Linked DNA regions of Pan troglodytes: region 2 is linked to region 1. The links are chromatin contacts, called in public Hi-C maps. All regions are on one chromosome and are shown on one strand. The core of a region is the stretch at or near the end of the contact, and the rest is flanking DNA. Distances in the headings are between cores, read along the strand shown.

What was found. Hi-C and Micro-C count contacts between places; a contact is called where the count stands out from the background.
Region 2: a Hi-C map of induced pluripotent stem cells shows a contact between it and region 1, with 3 times the contacts expected there. The contact joins the promoter of CCNH here to the promoter of LOC112209211 in region 1. A contact is called at or near these places in 3 of 7 Hi-C or Micro-C datasets (induced pluripotent stem cells and stem cell-derived neural progenitor cells) and 1 of 1 datasets of contacts at active chromatin or transcription factors (stem cell-derived excitatory neurons).

What each region holds. Positions count from the first base shown.
Region 1 is chr4:27,448,691-27,454,415 of NHGRI_mPanTro3-v2.0_pri, forward strand. It overlaps LOC112209211, which reads left to right and starts at 3,599. Exons shown (of 5, transcript XR_008547911.2): 1 at 3,599-5,725.
Region 2 is chr4:28,735,857-28,741,581 of NHGRI_mPanTro3-v2.0_pri, forward strand. It overlaps CCNH (cyclin H), which reads left to right and starts at 2,686. Exons shown (of 9, transcript NM_001082413.2): 1 at 2,686-3,041; 2 at 4,373-4,495. The coding sequence starts at 2,925.

The DNA.
Region 1 (5,725 bases), core at 2,349-4,848:
CTAGCTAATCTCAAGAACACTTTCTGGGGTTTATTTAAAAATTTACTGTTGGTATGAAATAACTGTTACAAAGAATGATAGTTCCCTTCACGTAGCTGAGTCCTGGAGCCCAAATAACTGTAAGAAAAGATTAGCAGAAAAGTATCCAAGGTGTTCTAAAGGATTTGAAGGGGATATCCATATGACAAATGTACTTATTCAAGGCAACTGTTTAGGCAAAACCTTTGTCAGTTTCAGTCTTTGTGACAAGGCATGGACAACTAGTAAAAGTAGTTAAAGTGTCAAATGTGGTGCACAATGAAAAATCAAAAGGGGGAAAATGTGAGAGTCAATGTTTGGACAATTGACATAAAAAAATATGGGCACAATATGGCAGAAGGTGGGAGAAGGTGGCCTCCTGTATAAATGCAATATGCTCAATGAAAGAATGTTTTATGTGGGCATGTCAACAGTCAGCCTAATCTGAAAACCCAGCCATCAAGTGCCAGATGAGGAATGCCAAAATGCCAAGAAATATATCAAGAGGTAAAGAGAGCCAATAAAAAAACTTCCATCTTGTGGCAGTTTTATGGAAAGGATTTACATAGAAATCAAGAGCTAATAATGAGAGCATACAAATTACTGTGGAAAATGATGATTAGTGATAATAATTGTTCAAGAAAATGTGTGTCACCTGCCTCTAAATGTTAATTTACTTTTGACTAATGAATAATTCAAGCACCTAAGCTTAGGAAATACCCCACTTCTATCACTATTTCCCTAGTCAGGCCAAAAGGAGACGACAACAACTGAATAGACCCCAACACCAACCTATTCCTTCCAAGTAATTTCTTCATTGCCTCTGACTGCCTGGTCATGCTGGCTAAGTCCTGAAAATCCCTTTCTTCTTTTTTTTTTTTCTTACAACATTTCCTCATATCTTCAGGATTTCCAGGAGAGAAAGTAAGAGCAAAAATGAAGCAGAAGGAAGAAAAAAAGGAGGAAGAGCAAGAGAGGGAGAAGGATCAGGAAGAGGATGAGGAGAAAGGAGAAGGAGGAAAGAAAAAGAAGGGAGGAAGAAAAGAAGGAAAGGGGAAAAAAAAGAGAAAGGAACACACCAAAAGTATCCTCTCTCCAAATGTTACATGCATTGAAGGAACTTACTTAGTTTTAGAAGTGTCCATGGAGTCTCACCAATTATATCTTACAGAAGTCTCCTTTTGTTGCTCAATGTGAAGTTCTCAAAGTTAATGAATAAACAAATTAATCAGTTTCCTAGGCGGTGTGATTTCAGGAACAGCGGCTTTAAAAATAATTTTACCTTCTCCTGTCTGGTTTGGAAAGTCCATAATTAGAGAGTTTCTCATTTGCTTTCTAATTTGATATAAAGTAAATATCTCTAGGACATAGCCAATATAAATCTCTTACACTTTAGTATGAAATTTTATCAGATACTTTTCTACAGTTGATTGAAGAAACAAGGAAGCCAGATACAAAGGGTGCCTAAAGAAGGAAGGAAATGAAAGCAAATGGAAAAATGACTAGATGCACTACAGTTTATTTTTCCTGCTTGCAGTTTTACCTAAAAGGATGGTGACTGTCACTGTACCTCTAACTTGTGAGAGAATCATGTTAATTATTTTTGTGTGCACAGCACCAACCATAGAGTGCCATACTATGGATGTTTGCTGAATTAATGAATAAATGAATGCAAGTATTCAATGATTACTATACTCTTGATATTTTGTAAAATCTATGCGTAACACAATCCCTTGCTACTAGCAAGTTGTCTTCTAAAAGAAATGGTGTACATAGCAAGTATTCTTTCCAACTAGCTATTTCTCTGCATTAATTTCTAAACCAGGTTCTGCCTTCTCCCAAACCACTTTAGCTTCTGGTTAAGAAATGTATTGTTACTAGAAAACAAAACAGAACTGGTGTTTTTTTGTATGCATAATATATACAAATGAAGAATGGCTAATGATCGAGATATCCAAAAGATGACCTATATCACAAATAGACATATTTAATCATTTATTCAATATTTACTGAGTATCTGCTGTGTAATGAGTAAGGCAGGCAAAGTCCCTGACCTCTTGGTGGTTCCTGTAATAGAAGTATATTTAAAAGTGTAAACGAATATAGAAACAAAGCTCTTTCAGATTATTACAGATTCTATTTTTAAAATACAAATGTGGTAGAGAGTGATGGGGTAATGGGTTGAGCTAGTTTGGCCTAGGAATGCTTCCTGAGAATGCAATGAGCATGCAATCATGTTAATTTCTGTGGGAAGTGTTCCATGCATAGAGAACACCAATTATAAAGGGAAGAAGCAAGTGTTCTGGGGACAGAAAGGTGAATGTGGTTTCAACATAGGAGAAGAGTAGTCTTCTTTCTAGCACAAGCCCAATAATTTAAATTGTCATTGAATGATCTTTTAAAATTAATGTCTAAGAATTATAAATGGGTCTTCTACTGTCTAAATTTTAAATCTGTCTTAGCTATTTTTTTTTAATTCAGCTATCTTATGTTCCAGATATGCTAGGTTTCAATTCTTTCCCTAATGGGCTTTCTTCATAATTGCACTGATGAGTATTTAAGCATTTATGACAGGCCAGCCTTAAAAGAGTGAGTTTATGTAGTACCATTATGTTCCCCTTACTAAAGTTAGACAACAAAGAGTATTCCCTCCAAACGTGTTCATTAAGATTCATATCTGATTTGAAAAGCTTGAAGGAATTGTGGCCAAAGATTTGCACATTAACACATTTATAACCATCAATACATTAGCCTAGGCTCATTTTATCAAATGACCCAGTCATTACCTTGGGAAGCAAAGAGCAGGGCCCTCAAAGATTAGAAGAAAGGTAAGCTAAGTTTGTTGATGAAGGAGAAAAACAAAAAAAGCTCAATACACAATACGTGATGAAGACAAAACTATTTTTTGCTCAAAATTTTAGCCATTCTAAACCGTGGTTCTCATGTGTTTTTGCATGAAAGTATAAATATTTCCTTGCTGCAATCAAATCTGAGAGATTACAAAGCAGATGAATGTTATTTTTCTAGGGCTAGCTATGATACATTACATTTCTCTTATGTGGTGTTGTGATTGTATCTCACTGCTGATTGTGTCTTACCAGACTTTGTGCTTTCCTTGGTTTTAAAAGTAATGGCAATGGTAAACACATCATAACAATAGCTTTAAAATGTTAGTATTTAGTATTATGGTATCAGCTATTTTAATTCGAGGATAATCTAATAGTAAATCGAATGTGACTGTAAAACAACATTTTAAAAAATAGCTGCCATTGAAGACCTTCTTTGGGATGGCACACATAGTTCTGAATGTCTGCAACAGTCAGAGGATATGCTATTCAAATTGGCATATCATCCTCAGTTGAAGGTGACATCTTCTGCTTTTTTTTTTCAAAAATACCATTTTAAGGAAAAAATAAACTAATGAGGTTCATTTTCTCATGTGTCTCAGAAATAGATTCTAATGACAAAATGAATGGGAGGAAGAGAAAGGGAAAATGGATGAGGAGGAGAAAAATGAGGATGAGAGATAGAGGAGGAAAAAAGGAGGAAGCGGAGAAATAGAAGAATCCAAATATATTGTAAAAAGACACTTTATTCAAATAAGTACATAATCTCACAGCTGAATACTTTCCATGAATATTCTGACACATTTATTTAAATTTTTGAAATTTTACTTTATGCATGTTATAATGTAAAATAGAGGATGAATCTCTTTTTATAATTTTATCTCATTTATGTTAAATACAAAGATATTCTAGATCAGAACTAACAAGATGAAAGTAATTTATTAAAAGTATGAAATTTCATTAAAGTAGTATTTAATTTTTTGTGTGTTGGCATGATTGGTCTATTACCAACAACCTTCAAGGAGCTCACTCTTTTATAATCTTTATTCCTGGTGCTTGATTTTCCTCTTTATATCAATCCACTATGTGTTCCACAATTCTAATCTCAGATTTAAAAAATAAACGGTCAAAGGGAGTGGCAAAATGTTTGAATTGCTTTCAGAGGTTTGATGGTAGGACCCAGAAGACATAGAGATTGCCAGAATTAACATAACAGAGGATTCAATGTGCTCCTGTGAGAAGCATTGATTGGGGTGGGAATACAAGTCTGTTTCAAGCTTTCTGTACTGGTAGTAACTACTCACAGCTTCTACTCTTGCTTCTTAACCATAGCTTTCCTTTTTTTTTCTTTCCAGGGCTATAAGATTTTTATTTGATTTCAATAATCTTCCACCTGTATCTCCTTTTTACTTATAATGAAAAATTTCAGTTCTGTAAGACACCAATATAATGACTTACTTGCTTTATCTCATAATATATAAACAGTTGCAAAATATGAATAACAGCACTACAACTAGCAATATGATGATTGCTTAACAGCTAAAGATTATTTTTAGGGTTTTTTTTTTGCCGTGATTATTTCTTAAGGTATAAAAAGTCAAATTACTACACAGCTTTCCTTTATAATGGGCAACCAAGTACCATAGGTTGAAGGGCCACTCTTCAGCAGTTATAGCCTCACTTGAAAACCCGGCTGACCTCTGCTAAGAGCTTCCACTTAGCGGTTGGTAGTTGTGTTCAGACTCTGCCTCTGCTACTTACTAGCTCTATACCTTTGTGAAAGCCATTTAATGTCTCTGCCTCAGTTTTCAAATTGGAAAGAAGAGAGGGAGGAAGAAAAACAGAAGGAAAAACCCTATTTTACATGGTTGTTCTCAGACTGAGTAAGAAAAAATATATAAAGCATTTACCTCAATGCCTAGAGCTTAAAAATTATTAAGCAAATGGTAACTATATTATTTAGCTCATGAGCCAAATTCTTTCCAGATAAAATTTTTAGAAATCAATAGAAATAAAACTTGCCACGTAAAAACAATTTTCCACCTTCAACAGAAATATATGGGCAGGTAAATTCTGTCTTATGCAAACTTTTGTGGTTCTTTAAAATTAACCGTAGGAGGAAAAAGATTTACAATGTATTTTGGGGGGGAGGGGCGGGAATGGCAGTGAGGGAGACAAGAAATATGTAGGGAAAATCATCTTAGAAAAAATAAAGCTTCTTAAAATTGATCTAAAGCAGAGGGTGGAAACTGAGGCCGGGAGATTATTACTCGTCCACGCTTACAGGGTGGGGTGGGGCAGCGTTCTCCAGGGTTTCGCCTTTGCCGAAGACCCGCTCCACCTTCTTTCGACCCAGATGCCCTTGTCGGGAAGAGTATGCTGTCCTCAGTGCCTGGGCCAAGCTCACAAGCCCTCGTCTGTTCCAGGAATTCCAGTCCAAGCTCAGTCCTCTCTCCATCCCGGGGCATCCTAAGCGTGTCTTTGAACCGCACTGTGGAGTTTCACTCCGAAAGTCCTTCTTACAGAGCAACTCCAAGGATGGGCCGAAAAGCACATAGAGAAAATGGAACAGTGCGAAGTTGGAAGGTCCGTGCGGGTGGCAGCGCCAGTGTGGGGATGAGATGCTCACAGGACGGTTTTTAGGCGGCTCACAAGGGTTTTTTCTTTTCTTTTCTTTTCTTTCTTTCTTTTTTTTTTCTTTCTTTTTTTTTTTTTTTTTTTTGAGACGGAGTCTCGCTCTGTAGCTCAGACTGGAGTGCAGTGGCGCGATCTCCGCTCACTGCAACCTTTGCTTCCCGGGTCCCGGTTCAAGCGATTCTCCTGCCTCAGCCTCCCGAGTAGCTGAGATTACAGGCGCGCGC
Region 2 (5,725 bases), core at 1,436-3,935, 1.3 Mb after region 1:
CTTTTATGTTTCCCTAAACATTAAGATCACTAGGTAGAGCGCAAAGAAGGAAGACTGTCCTGAAGCAAGAGAAAGGAAATCCTAATACTCTTATGGGAAATTTTGGAATAGCATGTGGATAAGTACAGGACATTTCTGTGGTGGCCAAACAGATGACAACTGCTCGGCATCACCTAATCTCTGATTGGTAACCCTTAGTTTACAGGTAATGCCTGCAAGTCAAAATATTTGGAATTTGTCTTCAAGTACATACCATAGCACAATTTAACAACTGCAGCACAATAAAAGAGATTGTATTTACTTTTAAAAGTCATTGAAATATTTCTTAACATTTCACTTCTGAGTAGTGTCTAATGAAATAGTGATATCTTTGTCAACAAGCTGTGAATTTCCCTATGTCTTCTAGGAAGAATAGGTTCTGTCTGGTTAGTTGGTTTGTTCTTGTTTGAAATATCTTCATTTAGTAGCAGGGACATTGTGATTTAAAACTAATGCAGTTGGGAGGCCCAGGCAGGCGGATCACTTGAGGCCACGAGTTCTAGACCAGCCTGGCCAACATGGTGAAACCCCATCTCTACTAAAAATACAAAAATTAGCTGGGCCTGGTGGCATGAGCCTGTAGTCCCAGCTACTCAGGAGGCTGAGGCTGGAGAATGGCTTTAACCCAGGAGGCGGAGGTTGCAGTGAGCGAAGATTGTGCCACTGCACTCTGGTCTGGGTGACAGAGCAAGACTTTGTCTCAAAAAAGAAGAAGAAGAAGAAAAAAAAAATCTAATGGAGGTGTGGGTGGAGGGTAGAAGGGAACTGGCCATGTATTGATAATTTTTGAAATATGTTTCTCTGTATTCTTTATATTTGAAATTCTCCATAAATAAAAAAGTAAAAATAATAGAAGTGAAGAGAAACACTTGCTACTTTTTAGTTGAAACTAGAAGTGGAAATAGGTAAAGGCACAAGTTCTGCATTCCAGTGTGCCTCCTGTGGTAGCAATAGCAAAGAAACACTGTCGCACAACAGGCTGAGTAGGAGACGGTCACAGCATCCAGTCTGCTTACCTTAATAAGAAAAACCATACATGAGCCTTAATGTTAGGGCATCAGCAACAATTGTATTCCTCAGACAGTTAATTTAGACAGAGCCCAATTCCTACTACATCTGAAAAATAAGATCAATGTCAATTTTCATGGACTAAAATTTGTTCAAGATTTAAAAAAAATTACACCAGCAATGCCAGGTTTTTCATATATTTTTCCTAAATGACATTCAGAAATTTTACTCATATCTCTGTGGAAATCACAGTCTGCCAACTCTTTTAAATACCTATTTTTATTTTCCTTTACATAAAACTAAGGAGTTGTCAAATATCTTTCAGAAAAACAAAATGAAAAGAGTTTATATGATATATATAACTGTCATGAGTCTAAGACTTTATATAGACATTTAATTATCTAGATCACTTATTTTCCTATCTTTTGTACCATTATGTTTTTCTCTTTTAAATTATTCTTTCCCCAACATGCAACATTTTAGGTTGTTCACAATTCATTGTAATCAATTTGCCATGCCATTTGATCTTCTCTCTTTTTCTCTCTTTTCTTAGCCAATTTATGAGATCAGGTTAGCCACATATGTTGAGTGTGTGGCTCTCCAAAATTATAAACCACAAATGGCATAAGTTTGAGGAATTCAGATAACTGTGGCAAACTCTAACCTCAACTGTACCCAACAAAAATGAAAAAGAAAAGGCTTTCCCTTTCTTAAGCCCCTAAAAACATTTTCATAGAAAGCAGAGTTAAAGTCATCCTGCCACTTCTTCTTTTTACCTGTGTGGGCTTTTCAAGACCTAAATTCTCTAGGTCTCATCATCTTTCTCTTTCTTTTTATTTATTTATTTTTTGGAAAAGCTATTTGCCATAGGGAAATCCATTTTTCGGATTGGATATATAATAAATACATGAGAGAATAAGGTATGCCTAAATGGGACAAACCAGAATCAATGTAAATTTTGAACCTCACCTGCAATTTTGAAAGTCCTAGTAATTTAAGAAATAGTAAATACCTTAATTTTCATGATAGCTTACTGTAAGGCTCCCTAGAGGCAATGAAAATGGGAATCTCAACAAAACGAATACTACCATACATCCTGGCTTCAGAGATGAAAACAGAGGGAGAGGATTGGCTAGTTATCAACAGAAGGGTAAGGAAAAAAAACACAGAGAAAGAACAGACAAGGCAACAAAAGTGGCAGAACTGTAAGGGCCAATACGCATCCACTGCTTCAAGTTTTTCAGCCATGTTCCATTCTCTGAGATTTCTGGTAGTGCTTCAAGAATACTGGTCTCCAAACTCTTCCTGAAAAGGGCTAGGAATGCTTCTGCCTGAAGATCTTACCTATTCTTTCTGGGTTCCGTGATCTCCCTACATGATTGATCAACCTACTATTTCAACTTTTTCAAGCCTTTTCACAAATGTCAACTTCAGTGAGGCCTCTATTTAAAAATGAGCACCCTACGAAATCCTTTCCTCATTTCTGATTATCCCCTGTGAATTTACATCTGCCTACTCCATACCCTCAGTTTATGCCGCTTGAACACTCTTGCCGGGCGCTTCTCCTTTAAATCTTGTCTGGAAGGGGCGGAGCTATGTCCCAGGCTCACTGAGAGGCGCGTTCTCTAGGCTCCGCCCACCTACGTCTCAGCGGGCGTCCTAACGAACCCGGGATACGGTCTCTTCCTAGTCCGTTCCGGAAATGCAACTGCGTACGGGCTGGCCTCGTAATCGTGGCGTCAGCGCGCCCGCGCCGGCTGGCCGGACGCCCTAGGCTTCCGCGAGATCTTCGGTGGGGGTAAGGGTGTTTTACGCCAGGACGCTGATGCGTTTGGGTTCTCGTCTGCAGACTCTCTGGACCTGGTCACGATTCCACAATGTACCACAACAGTAGTCAGAAGCGGCACTGGACTTTCTCCAGCGAGGAGCAGCTGGCAAGACTGCGGGCCGACGCCAACCGCAAATTCAGATGCAAAGCCGTGGCCAACGGGAAGGTGAGGTTTTCCCAACGGTTGCCCAGTTGCCCGGTCACTAAATTCTGAGCAGCTGCGGGAGCTCTTCTGGCTCCCAGGACAATCTCGCTCCGTCATTTCTCTGCCTCTGCGGCGCGGAGTGCGTTTATCTATCAAAATAAGCGAGCACCTTGCCAGGTTCCGTGGGTACAAAGACGAACAACGCCATCCCCGTCGTCGAATGGCAGACAAGTAACCAGTCTTTGTAACGCAGTGAAGAAGAGAGTAAGTAGTGTGCTAAGGTAGTGCGTGGCAAGAGCCGTTCACTTGTCAAGAGGTGATGTTGGGGAAGGTTTTTCCCAGTAGCCAATGCGGAGAAAATGGGAAAGGACGTTCCAGGCAGTCAGAACCACCGTTCAGAGTGGGAGAGAGGTCAGAAGTTACAGAGATGGTGCGTGGACGTGTTTGTGGTCGTATGTGGCCGAAGTTGAGTACCTGTGTAGGAATGGCTGGGGAGGGTAGGAAGGGAACTTGTAAGTGGAAGTGAGGCGTTTAACATTTCCACTGAAAGGATGAGGAACCTTTGAAATATTTAAAATGGGAAGCTAACCTTATCAGATTTCCGTTCTGGAAACAGCGCTCTAGCAACCTCGTGGTGAATGGGTTGGATGAGGGAGGGAGACCAGAGACCAAGTACAAACCAAGTGACTGAAGATGGTTTGGACTATGGCCCGCTAGCCAAGTTCCTTCTGTTACAGCTCTCGGACTGGTTTAATCTTTCCTACAAGCTCCACTCCAGCAAGTGTTCAGTGCCTCCAAATTACCGATACTGAGTTACTTTACTTTCTACCTTTAATTCACATCTATTTCATATCACTGATTTTAGCACCTGAATTAGTTTCCTAAGGGCTGCCTTAAAAAAATCACCACAAACTGGGTAGCTTAAAATAACAGAAATTAATCGAAACATTTGCCGTTTTTTTACAACTTGTGACGTAATGACTGACCGAGAAACGGATGTTGGAAGCTTTCCAATCATATTTTTAAAAGTCTGTCTACTTTTTAATTTATAAATAATGATATCACAACTGTGAGCATGTGCACACAGCCTGTCATGATTGTTTATACTTTAATGAAGCAAAGTTCTAGCTCACATTCCGAAAAGTCGTGAAATGATGGTACAGTTTTAGTTTATTAAATATTTTCCTACAGCTATTTTGTGTAATGATTAGCGAATCTATAAAGAAAATGAGGCGTGATATATACCCTTCGTTGGATATATAAACTAAATTTAATCTAGATAGAGAAAAATGTTTTACAATTGTTTAATTCATTGAATTCATTGAACTTGTGTTGTAATTGTTGATCTAAAGGTTCTTCCGAATGATCCAGTCTTTCTTGAGCCTCATGAAGAAATGACACTCTGCAAATACTATGAGAAAAGGTTATTGGAATTCTGTTCGGTGTTTAAGCCAGCAATGCCAAGGTCTGTTGTGGTAAGTTACAGTGGTGATGAAATATAATGTCCTTTAGTTGGCTTGTGAAATGTGACCTCTTCTAAATTCCCTGTCCACTCAAGTCTTAAAAATTCACCTTAGTTACAATTAATTAGTTTTTGGCACATTATATATTTTTCAATACAGGCCTTAAATCATGAGTTGCTGTATCATATCTTCAAAAGTATTTCAAGTCTCACTTTGTGGTCAGAAAAAAATTTGAGGTCAGGTAATGTCATAAAGAAAGAAAAAAAATAAGTTACTTTCCTCTAAGTTCTCAACTAGTGAGCCATAGGACTGGGACTAGAACATAGACTACTGCTTTTCCAACTCTGTGACACCCAATAAATGTTTGAAATAATGCATTCATTCATCATTGGTAATCATATGCCCCAGCTGAAACTGATACCATAAGATTTTTTTAAGCCTTGATTAGTAGAAGCTGGAGTTTTATCTTTGGTTAAAAAGATTGTCTTATTGTTTCAGATGTATGGTTCTGAGGACCTATTTGTTTTTTGCTGGGGTGGGCAACCGTGAGGAGAAACAGGTAGCTGAGATTAAAAAGCAGAAAGATAAAAAAGGTAGAGTGGGAGGGTGTTCAAAATGTTTTTACGTTATTCTCTCACTGGTTTGTTGTGAAGACCAAATATAAAAGTATATCTTAAGTAAAAGTCTGTTAAGTTTTAAAGTTATACAGTGTGACTAGCTTACGACCCAGTAGAGAATAATTTTCTAGGAAATTATCTCCATTTTTATAGTTGAAAAAAAATTGAAGTATGTTGAAAATATTAAGTCCATAGAATTTACAATTTTTTTTTCATCTGAGATGTCAAAGATTCAGAGAGAGTTTTAGGTATACTTGATTAGTTTATATCTTCAGATTTGGCTTGTTCTTACAAAAGAACTGTAAAATGAGGCAGTAAATTTAAGTGATCTTATCAAATGAAGAAAAAATCCTTTAATGAACTTCTTTATGGAATTTATTTTTAAATAACATGTTTATCATTGGTGAATAATTTTTTGTTTTACATAATGACAAAACTAAACTTTTAAAATACTTGAAATATTCTTTTTTCTATCATAAAATAGATAAGTGTTCATTTCATTGGTTCCAGCCAAATGATATAATGGTTAAAAGTACAGGCAGGTCTTACTTGAATTCATTCCTGTTCCTTATTAGCTGTGTGACCTAGATAAGTCAGTTAACCTCATTGATACTCAGTTTCCTTC